2 separate regions of the Danio rerio genome follow, and region 2 is linked to region 1. Evidence: chromatin contacts called from public Micro-C data. All regions are on one chromosome and are shown on one strand. The core of a region is the stretch at or near the end of the contact, and the rest is flanking DNA. Distances in the headings are between cores, read along the strand shown. Region 1 has its middle 29 kb from the start of fam184ab. Region 2 overlaps mcm9 (minichromosome maintenance 9 homologous recombination repair factor).

Region 1 (4,368 bases), core at 1,799-4,298:
TAATGGACCTTATTGTAAAGTTGTTAGTGAATCTTTCATTTGCTGAATAGTTAACGTGAAGTAACAATGACTTCTGAGCCCTTTATTTATTAATCAATTGATCATTTCACTTGTTGATTTTATTTAGCTTACATGAACTAGCAATTATCACAAAGCTTATTGAATACTTATTAGTTAATGTTAGTTAATGCTTTAACTAATGCGTCTAAAATAACTACTACTACCAAATACATTTCATTACTAGACAGTAGCGGTATATAGATCGTTTAGTCTTGGTCTGCAGTAAACCTAATGTAATATGTTATCTATCTGTTAATGCAACGTGAATGAAAAGATTTAAACAATACCTGTGAAAAGCTGTAATGCTGAGATTACGGGAAAAAAGCAGTCTATTTTCAATCCCTGGACTGTCTGAAGTCTTTTAAATCGTGGTATTAACCTGTCTGGCTTAAATTCTAGATAATTGTAACACGAGGAGCACAAAAAGCTCAATCAATCTCCCATTGATTGGCAAAGCAGCGAATAAATGGAGCAAAAGGCTAATCAGATGGAAAGCCTCTGAAAAAAGCCTCTGTCACTTTTCTTCTGGTCTCTTCTTTTGCATTTGCTATCAAAGCAGAAAGTGAGACTTATTTAGGACGGTTTGTTGTGTATGCGTCGTTTTACATAAAGACTGAAGAAAATACAAGACTTTATCGACAGCTTTTTATCGACGTTGGATTGTGGGGATTGTATGACCCCTGATGGACACAGTCGGAACTGCATGTGCAATTGACTTGAGGCACACGTTTCCGTTTAGATCGGTGATGCCCAAAGTTGCCTGATTGTAACCTTTGATTTGACCCACCATTCCATTTGAGAAGGATAGAGAGGGTTGGAGCGAATGTCTTCAAAAAAGATAATCATTTCTAATTTGATGAAACTTTTTTTTGTTTGTTTGTTTGCTTGCTTGCTTCCCTGCTTTATTGCTGAGCTACAAGAAAGCTAACTGAAATAAATGTTGTAAAAAAAGGCTGATTTTAAAAAATGTAAATAATGTCACTCAATGGATAGAGGACAATGCTGAAGCTATCGGTGCCTGAGCAATTCAAGGCAAAAACTAGTGTAACTCATGCTGTTATAAATTAACTGTAATAAGTTCATTATAAAATGTAAAAAATATGCTGTATCAGTTAATATGAAGCAATGTTTTCTAGTTATTTTTAAATATTATTAAATAAATTAAGAAATTACCTATGGCAACTATATTTACCTTCAGTCCACCAGCTTCAATCAAGTTTGGTTTTTGGCCCTTCATAAGAAAAAAATTTGGGCACCCCTGGTTTAGATAAATCAGATTTTTTTCTTCTTTTTCTTTTTTAGATTATTCACATTTTGCTCTTCTTCCAGTGCTTTTATCCACAAATTACATAAAGTGCATTCATGGTGTACATTTTTATTTTATTTTATTTTATTACACCATTCAAGCAATACTGAGGCTAGAACTTTGCGGCAATGTATGTAATCAGCATAAAAGTGTTAGTAAAAAATAACCTTCATTTCTTCATGCAAATATACATGTTATCTTATTTTATTATTTGTTTTTTCACTATAAAATACTAAACTTTAAACTTCAGATTGTGCTACAAAAATGTAATTAAATAAAGAAAGAAAGAAAGAAACAAACAAACAAACAAACAAACAAACAAACAAACAAACAAAAATAGTTGGTTCTCTGAATTTCCTATGAATAATTATATGTTTTTTTTTATCATTTGGTTGTTGGTGGTTTTTGTTTTGTTCTGCAGCTGGAATATTGCCAAAAAATATTATTTGTATTTTCTTTCACTTAATAATTGATTGATTTGAGTTGATTTGATATTATTTAATTTGATTGATTTGATTGATTGATTGATCGATCGATTGATTTGATTGATTAATTGATTGCATTGCTTATTATGTTACAAGCCGTCTAAACTTTGCATATAGCGCTACCAAAAAATGCATTCAAAGAAACAAAGAAAGAAAGAAAAAGAAAAACTGTTGGTTCTCTAGGTTTTCTAGCTGTTTTTCATCATCTAATTTGGTTGTTGGTAGTTTTTGTTTCGTTCTGCAGCTCGAATATTGTCAGAAATATTATTTGTAATTTATTTCACTTAAATATTGATTGATTTCATTTAGTTTCATTCAATTTCATTTGATTAATTTATTGATTACTTTTATCTTGTTATTTGTTACAAGCATCTTAACTTTGCATAATGCTACCAAAAAAATGAAGAGGAAAATGAAAAAAAAATAAATAAAGAAAGAAAGAAGGAATTGATTAATTGGTTCTGAATTTTCTATTAATATGTAGATTTTTTTTATCATTTAATTTGGTTGTTTTTGGTTTTTGTTTCGTTCTGCAGTTGGAATATTGACAAAAATATTATTTGTATTTTCTTTCCCTTAATTATTAAATTTAATTAAATCAAACTAAATTAAATTTATGGATTTACTGATTGATTGCAGTAAATCTGATTGATAGATCTATCTATTTATGAGTGTGTGTGTGTGTGTGTGTGTGTGTGTGTGTGTGTGTGTGTGTGTGTGTGTGTGTGTGTGTGTGTGTGTGTACAAATACCTTTGATTATTTTTAGTTATATGTGTATATACTGTAATGTAGTGATGTATATATACTGAATAGGCATGCACATATACAGTAAACCAGCCTTCACCTAATGCACTATAGTTTTAATAATTTTTCCAGGCATTATAACTTTTATTTGCAGCAGAAAAATAATCTATAAAAAAGTTTTGGATGTCAGTGTTGTTTTCTCTTTGTAGTGTTTCTTGTGTGATATTCTCACAGGCAGTGAAGCTGCACTGCTTCAGATGATAACACAGAACAAAACTGCACACAAGCAAATATATAACCATATTTGCTCTTCCTAATGCTTTGGAAACAGCAGATTTGCATTTGCAAATAAAAAGCAGAACATCATTGAAACCAGCCTCAGGCACCTTCCTCACAAAGCAAGTAACTGTATGCGTAGCACTTTACAAGCTTTGTTTGTTTGATTGCTTAGAAATCATTTACAGGAATGTTTTGATCATTGCTGAGGCCCTCGGGCAAGTCAAGGGCCACATTAATATGTGAGAAACAATGTCATCTTGCTTATTACATTACATGCTTGTTTGTTATTCACTGGCAGACTTTGTACTTGCAATTCTTATGCTTTGTAAAAAGTACAGGCCTGTTAAATAATCATTAGAAAGTCAAGGATTAATAAGTTTTAATGAATAATGAGTGACACTGCAGGATGTTTTTGTTTACCTCTATCATGTTACAATAAATAAAGTGTAAAAAATATTATTTATTCACAATATTAGTTGCTAATATCATATGTAATTAATCTACAATTAAAGCAGTGTGTTATGCATTTTTCAGCTCAAATGGTACATTCCATTTTCGGTCCAACAATCAGGAATATTCACAATTATTTCACTAGATGGCAGCAGATTACCACAAAATGGAAAGGTAACGTTAGGCATGGGTCATAATCTTATTTTTAAAGTGATCTTGGAACATTAAAGTAGGATAGTGACTTTTTGATAGATTGTAATGTTAATTATGATTTGTTTGTCTATGGATTGATGTCCATTTTCACTTGATGTGTCACAGCCCCAGTCAAATAAAAGATTTACCTACAGTTCTTGTTTGAATTTGCACTTTTGCATTGCTTTTAAGTAATCAAAATAAATAAATCTGTTTTAAATCAAATAAATAAATACATACATTTACATAAGTAAATTAGCACTATAAAAATAGATATTGTGTGGTTTATTATCAGTCTATATTCATATTTATTACACATACTACAAATATATAAACATAATAATGTATTGTTAATTTAAAATACTGTTGTAAAATGTCAAAATATTATTGTAAAATGTCATGCATTTAATACAGTTAAAGTCAGAATTATTAGCCCCCTTGTTTATTTTTCGCCCCAATTTCTGTTTAATGAAATCACATTTGTACACATAATAGTTTTAATAACTCGTTAAAAATAACAGATTTTTTTTTTTTATCTTCGCAGAATTTGTTTATAATATGTATCATTTGAAATGTAACACATTACTAAGCAAATTCCTGTGTTGCAATTAAAGTATTTGTAAAAAGATGTCATAGTTTGAGGCTTATTTGCAAACAGCACATGCTCCTTATTTGAAACATTAGGGTGTTTCAAAATATACCATGAACTATAATTTTGCAAATCATTTATTTGTTTACATTACCATTTATGTGTCTACCTGATGCTGCTGTCAGCTGCAATTTTGTCAGTAAACACACAATAATTTATTTTGTTTATTTTTATTTAATTCAATTCACTTTATTGTATTATT
Region 2 (4,887 bases), core at 20-2,519, 290 kb after region 1:
CCGTTGTACATAGTTAGAATAGTTACAATAGGACCAAAGACAAAAGTTCAAATAAACAATTCTTTATGGTTTTCCGCAGAGTCGAACCTTGACTTTTCCAAACCGTAGTATACCTTGAAAACTGTCATTGTCCCATGCCCAGTGGGCACACGCATTGTGATATTGATGCTGAAACTATATATGAAACTATATAAAGCATCATCACTTCGGTCTTACAGGATTCTTCAGAAATCATTCTGATATGCTGACTTGCTGCTCAACCATTTATCAGTGCTGAAAACAGGCTAATATTTTTGTGCTAATTGTAATAACTTTTTCATCAGAAGATCACAATTTTTAAATGAATGTAAGCTCAAATGATAAGTCATTTTACTTTCGTGTATTAATCGAATTTTCAAAAAGAACAATATGTAAGTGCACATTTTTTGTTTTGTTTTTTTTTTGGTTTATTTGATAGCACTTTAATGCAGTGATTATATGATAAAAATTTTTCCCTGTGTATAGCATATTATATATTAGCTTAGTCCCTTTATTCATCAGGGGTCGCCACAGCAGAATGAACCGCCAACTTATCCAGCATGTTTTACATAGCGGATGCCCTTCCAGCTGCAACCCAGTACTGGGAAACATCTATACACACTCATACACTACAGCCAACTTAGTTTATTCAATTCACCTGTACCGCAAGTCTTTGGACTGTGGGAGAAACTGGAGCACCCGGGAACACCACAGAAATGCTAGGGACCCCCAGCTGGGACTTGAACCAGTTAACTTTCTGTGAGCCGACAGTGCTAACCACTGAGCCACCGTGTCACTTATATTATATTATATTATATTATATTATATTATATTATATTATACTATATTATACTGACTTATAATAATTTAATTAATTAATAATTGACTTTAATTTTTCTTTTGTATGGTTGTCAAATGTGCACTGCACAGTAATTACTCAACAGTTGTTTTAAAAAACTATAAGACGACTTTGATCGATTTTAAAATGGCTTTATATGATTCATTTGATTCTGTCATCTACTGATGTGACCTTGATGATCTTACATAAACAAAGGTGCTTATTTAAATCCAGATCATGTATACTCCATTTTTCACAGCCCTAATCCGCTTGTCTAAACCCAGCAGCCTGCCATGCACTGCGAGAGTCTGAAGATTGTTTGAGATGACGTGTAGGCTGAAGGAGAGGCTTGTGTTTGATCCCTCAGGTATGTGGGATGGATGGTTTACATTGTGACGAAGCCAAGAGCTTTTCTCTCATGTCCTGTAGGAGATGATTGCCGTCACCTGTAATTACATGCTCTTCATCTGCAGCCCTGCAGATGTGACTCATCCAAATCAACACGCTCACAAAGCCATTTTCTCCACTGCAGTCTGTGGTTATACGGGGAAACGGGAAAAAGCGCTTGCAGGTTTATTATTGCCTAAGTAACTTTGACATTTTTCAGATTCTTCTTTCTTTTATGTTTTTCTATGATGAAACTGTGCCAGGCGGGGTCATATTCAAATATTGAATGTGCTCTGATTTGGTTTATTATGCAAGAAAATGCAAGAGGTTGTAACTCCGCTTTTGAACTTTTCATGAATGAGTATGCAGCGCCATCTACCAGTTGTAGATCAACACTACTCGAGCCGGAGCCTTGAAGGCTGTGGTGGAATAACACTGTCATCTAGTGTTTAATAGGATGCTTGCTTATTCCTTCAACAGAAATAGTTACCCAGAAATTCAACATTTGTTTTAGATTGTTAGAAAACTTTATTTATTTTTTTGCTGAAATTATTGCTGACGTTAAGTACTCAAGTAATGCAATTGTTTACCATGTTGACGTCAGCATAATGTATTTAACGTATTGAATTAAAAAATATTAAATTGTTATTAATTGTTGTTATTTGTTAAATAATAATAATAATATTTTCAGTCATAATTAAATTACTCTAATACCTTTTGTTTTGCCAAAGTGTGAAACTTATTTTCTGAATTTTTGTTTTAGCAAATTATTAGCACATTTTCAGTTGCTTCCAGTATTTGGCCTCCTTCCTGTATTTGTATAATGTCATTAGAGTCAGCAGTGCGACTCAAGCATCAAATTGCCCATAGTAAATGCGCATCCTGATCTGATGTAGAAGTTTGAGGCATTCTGTGTTGTCAAATCGTTGTTGTTTTTTGGCAGATTTGGGATGTTGCTGTCTATAGAGGATGAGGATAATTAGTTTTCCGAAGATGAACAAAGAGCTTGGTGGATTGAGATCATATGAAGGTGAATAATTAATAAGAGTAGGCATGAGATGATAACCGTGTTCAAGGTATACCACGGTTTGTAAAAGTCAAGGTTTTAAAACCCTGGGCCCGGTTTTTCAAAAGTAATCCACTAGGATTTTGGATAAGGGATTGGATCAAATCTTGAAAATGGGTTTTTCAAAAGAAAAAACCTGATTAACTAATCGGATTAGATCACATAATCTAATCTTGGTTTTGATCCAAATCAAACCTTTACTTTGGGTTTTTCAGACCTTTTTTGTAGGATTTGGATCACTTTGATCCAAAAAACATGGATTAAACTGATCTCATCAGAAGGGTGGATTTAGTGTGGATATATATTCATCACAATGGAAAATATTTTTGTTTTTAGAATATTTATTAGTGATGCATGCAATGATTACAGAATAACCAAAAAAAATGCAAAGAATGGCAATCACTGATTTTTGAAATCACCTTCAACAATTGCAAAAAGATACTGAAAGAGCAGAAGCACAGCTTCATCTGGTAGAGGAACAACTGACTCTGACCAAACTGCAGCAAACCAAGGCCAGACTTGAGATTCCTAAAGGCTATGAGGTTCCTAAATCAGATGAGGAAGTCTGAACTTATTGTGGAGTTTTTGACATTAAGTCTTTTTTATTTACATCTATATTTGAAACTTATTATAAATATCCTCAATGTACAGTATTTGTGTTGTAGGTCTCAGATGAGCAGACAGCTGGAAGAGGATGGGGTGGGGTTTTTATTGTTTTTATTTATTTATTTATTTTTTAAATGTGTGTGTGTTTTCATTTCGAATAAAAATAAAGTTATATTTACCCCACACTGGCTATTCTACTTGTTGCTCTTTACATAGGCCTATCTATCCATCTACATTGTGATTGAGCACTGGTAATCCAGATTTAGTGATCCTGAAAAGTTCCTATCCGGATCAGATTGATCCAATCCAATGTTGCTTTGAAAAACTGGCTCGCAAAAACAGGATTACTAAATCTGGATCATTTATATCCAGATTAAACCTTTTGAAAAACCGGGCCCTGGAGATTTTCTGCTATGCCGATCTTAAGGTGTGTGTAAGATTTTTTTATTTGCATTTTTTTTTTTTTTTTAGATTTTTTAGCACAGCAGTATCTCCAGCAGAAAAGATCTCCAAAGATGCCGTTTTAAATTGTAAAAATATCAGTGTTTTAAACAAATGAAGACAGCAGAAGTCAATTATTCATTTGAATAATTAAGCGTGACATGTTTACTGCTCCAAAATAATGTCTCCCAAATTAAAATATGTTGTATACAGAGGGGGGAAAGGTTTTGTTTTTTACCCAGACATTTATAACAAATATATTTTAGAGTAGTGAGCACAAAACCGGGAAACTGATATTTATATCTAAGGTTATTATACCGTCAGAATCTTATACCGACCCATGCCTAAATAATCATTTTTGGGTAAACTAATCCTTTTAATGTGTTTCTTTACTTGTTTGTAGGTTTACCTGTGTGTCCCGAGCTGACTAGAGATCATATTCCTAAAGCCAGAGACGTGGGCCATTTCCTGTCTGTCACGGGCACTGTCATCCGCACCAGTGTAACCAAAGTACTGGAGTATGAGCGAGACTACATGTGCAATAAGTGCAGACACGTGTTCTCCGTGCAGGCCTCCTTTGAGCAGTTTTACACCTTCACTCCACCGACCAGCTGCCCCAGTGAGGAGGGATGTGGTTCTTTTAAATTTACCTGCCTATCTGGGAGTGATGCCCCACCGGCCGCCTGCAAGGACTACCAGGAGATCAAAATTCAGGAGCAGGTGAGAGTTTTATTTTTGTGATTTTAGTGCTGTTTATTCAGGGAGAGTCACTCTGAAGCACCCTGGTGCAGGAAAAAATAGCTTATTTAACAATGAATATATTCTGTTGTATATAGATGAGGGCAATATTTTTTTGTCTACAAAAATAGCTGGTATCGAGCATGTTATCTTTGGAAAAACATATACTGTAATTCAGGTTCCATATTTAGACATGAATTAGTTTAACCATTAGTTTTTACCATTTTCAAGCAAAAAACATGTTCCAGATAAATCCACAGCTAAGGATTTGTGCTTCTCAGAGTTTTGTTCTTGAATGCATCTGTTTGTGAAGGAATCAGTTGAGCAAATGATGCAATTGTCAATTCATAAAGACAGTCACAACAATCGTGCAATGATTGTCTGAATGAATGATTCAGTAAATCACTTATTAGGACAGGTATTGGTCGCAGTCTACTTTGCCATTCATCTATCCATGCCAGGCCTAAGTCAGCCAGCAAAATTCTATATATGCTATATTCAGATGATTCTATGACTGCAGGTACATCTTGTGTCCAAGATGAACCTTCTTTGTATTCAAAAACAAAAACTCTTAATTATAATGACAAACATTTTCAATAATGACACACATGATATCAAGTATCTTAAAAAATAATGTTTGTATGACATTTTATTTTGAATAAGGGACGGTACGGTGGCACAGTGGTTAACACTGTCGCTTCACAGCAAGAAGGTCGCTGGTTTGAGTCCCAGCTGGGCCAGTTGGAATTTCTGTGTGGAACAATTCTTCCCATGTTGATGTGGAAAAGGCATC

The links. Hi-C and Micro-C count contacts between places; a contact is called where the count stands out from the background.
Region 2: a Micro-C map of caudal fin shows a contact between it and region 1, with 9 times the contacts expected there. The contact joins two enhancer-like sites. A contact is called at or near these places in 1 of 18 Hi-C or Micro-C datasets (caudal fin) and 1 of 4 datasets of contacts at active chromatin or transcription factors (caudal fin).

The regions. Positions count from the first base shown.
Region 1 is chr20:44,811,898-44,816,265 of GRCz12tu, forward strand. No RefSeq gene overlaps it. Among named protein-coding and RNA genes, the nearest start is that of fam184ab, 29 kb to the right of the region's middle. Within about 2 kb of position 3,049, at least 1 of the 62 cell types and tissues checked has an H3K27ac peak or open chromatin away from gene starts, as enhancers often do. A contact at or near this core is called in caudal fin, where this site is marked.
Region 2 is chr20:45,107,897-45,112,783 of GRCz12tu, forward strand. mcm9 (minichromosome maintenance 9 homologous recombination repair factor) reads left to right here. Exons shown (of 13, transcript NM_001346160.1): 3 at 3,760-4,076. Among named protein-coding and RNA genes, the nearest start is that of mcm9, 14 kb to the left of the region's middle. Within about 2 kb of position 1,270, at least 2 of the 62 cell types and tissues checked have an H3K27ac peak or open chromatin away from gene starts, as enhancers often do. A contact at or near this core is called in caudal fin, where this site is marked.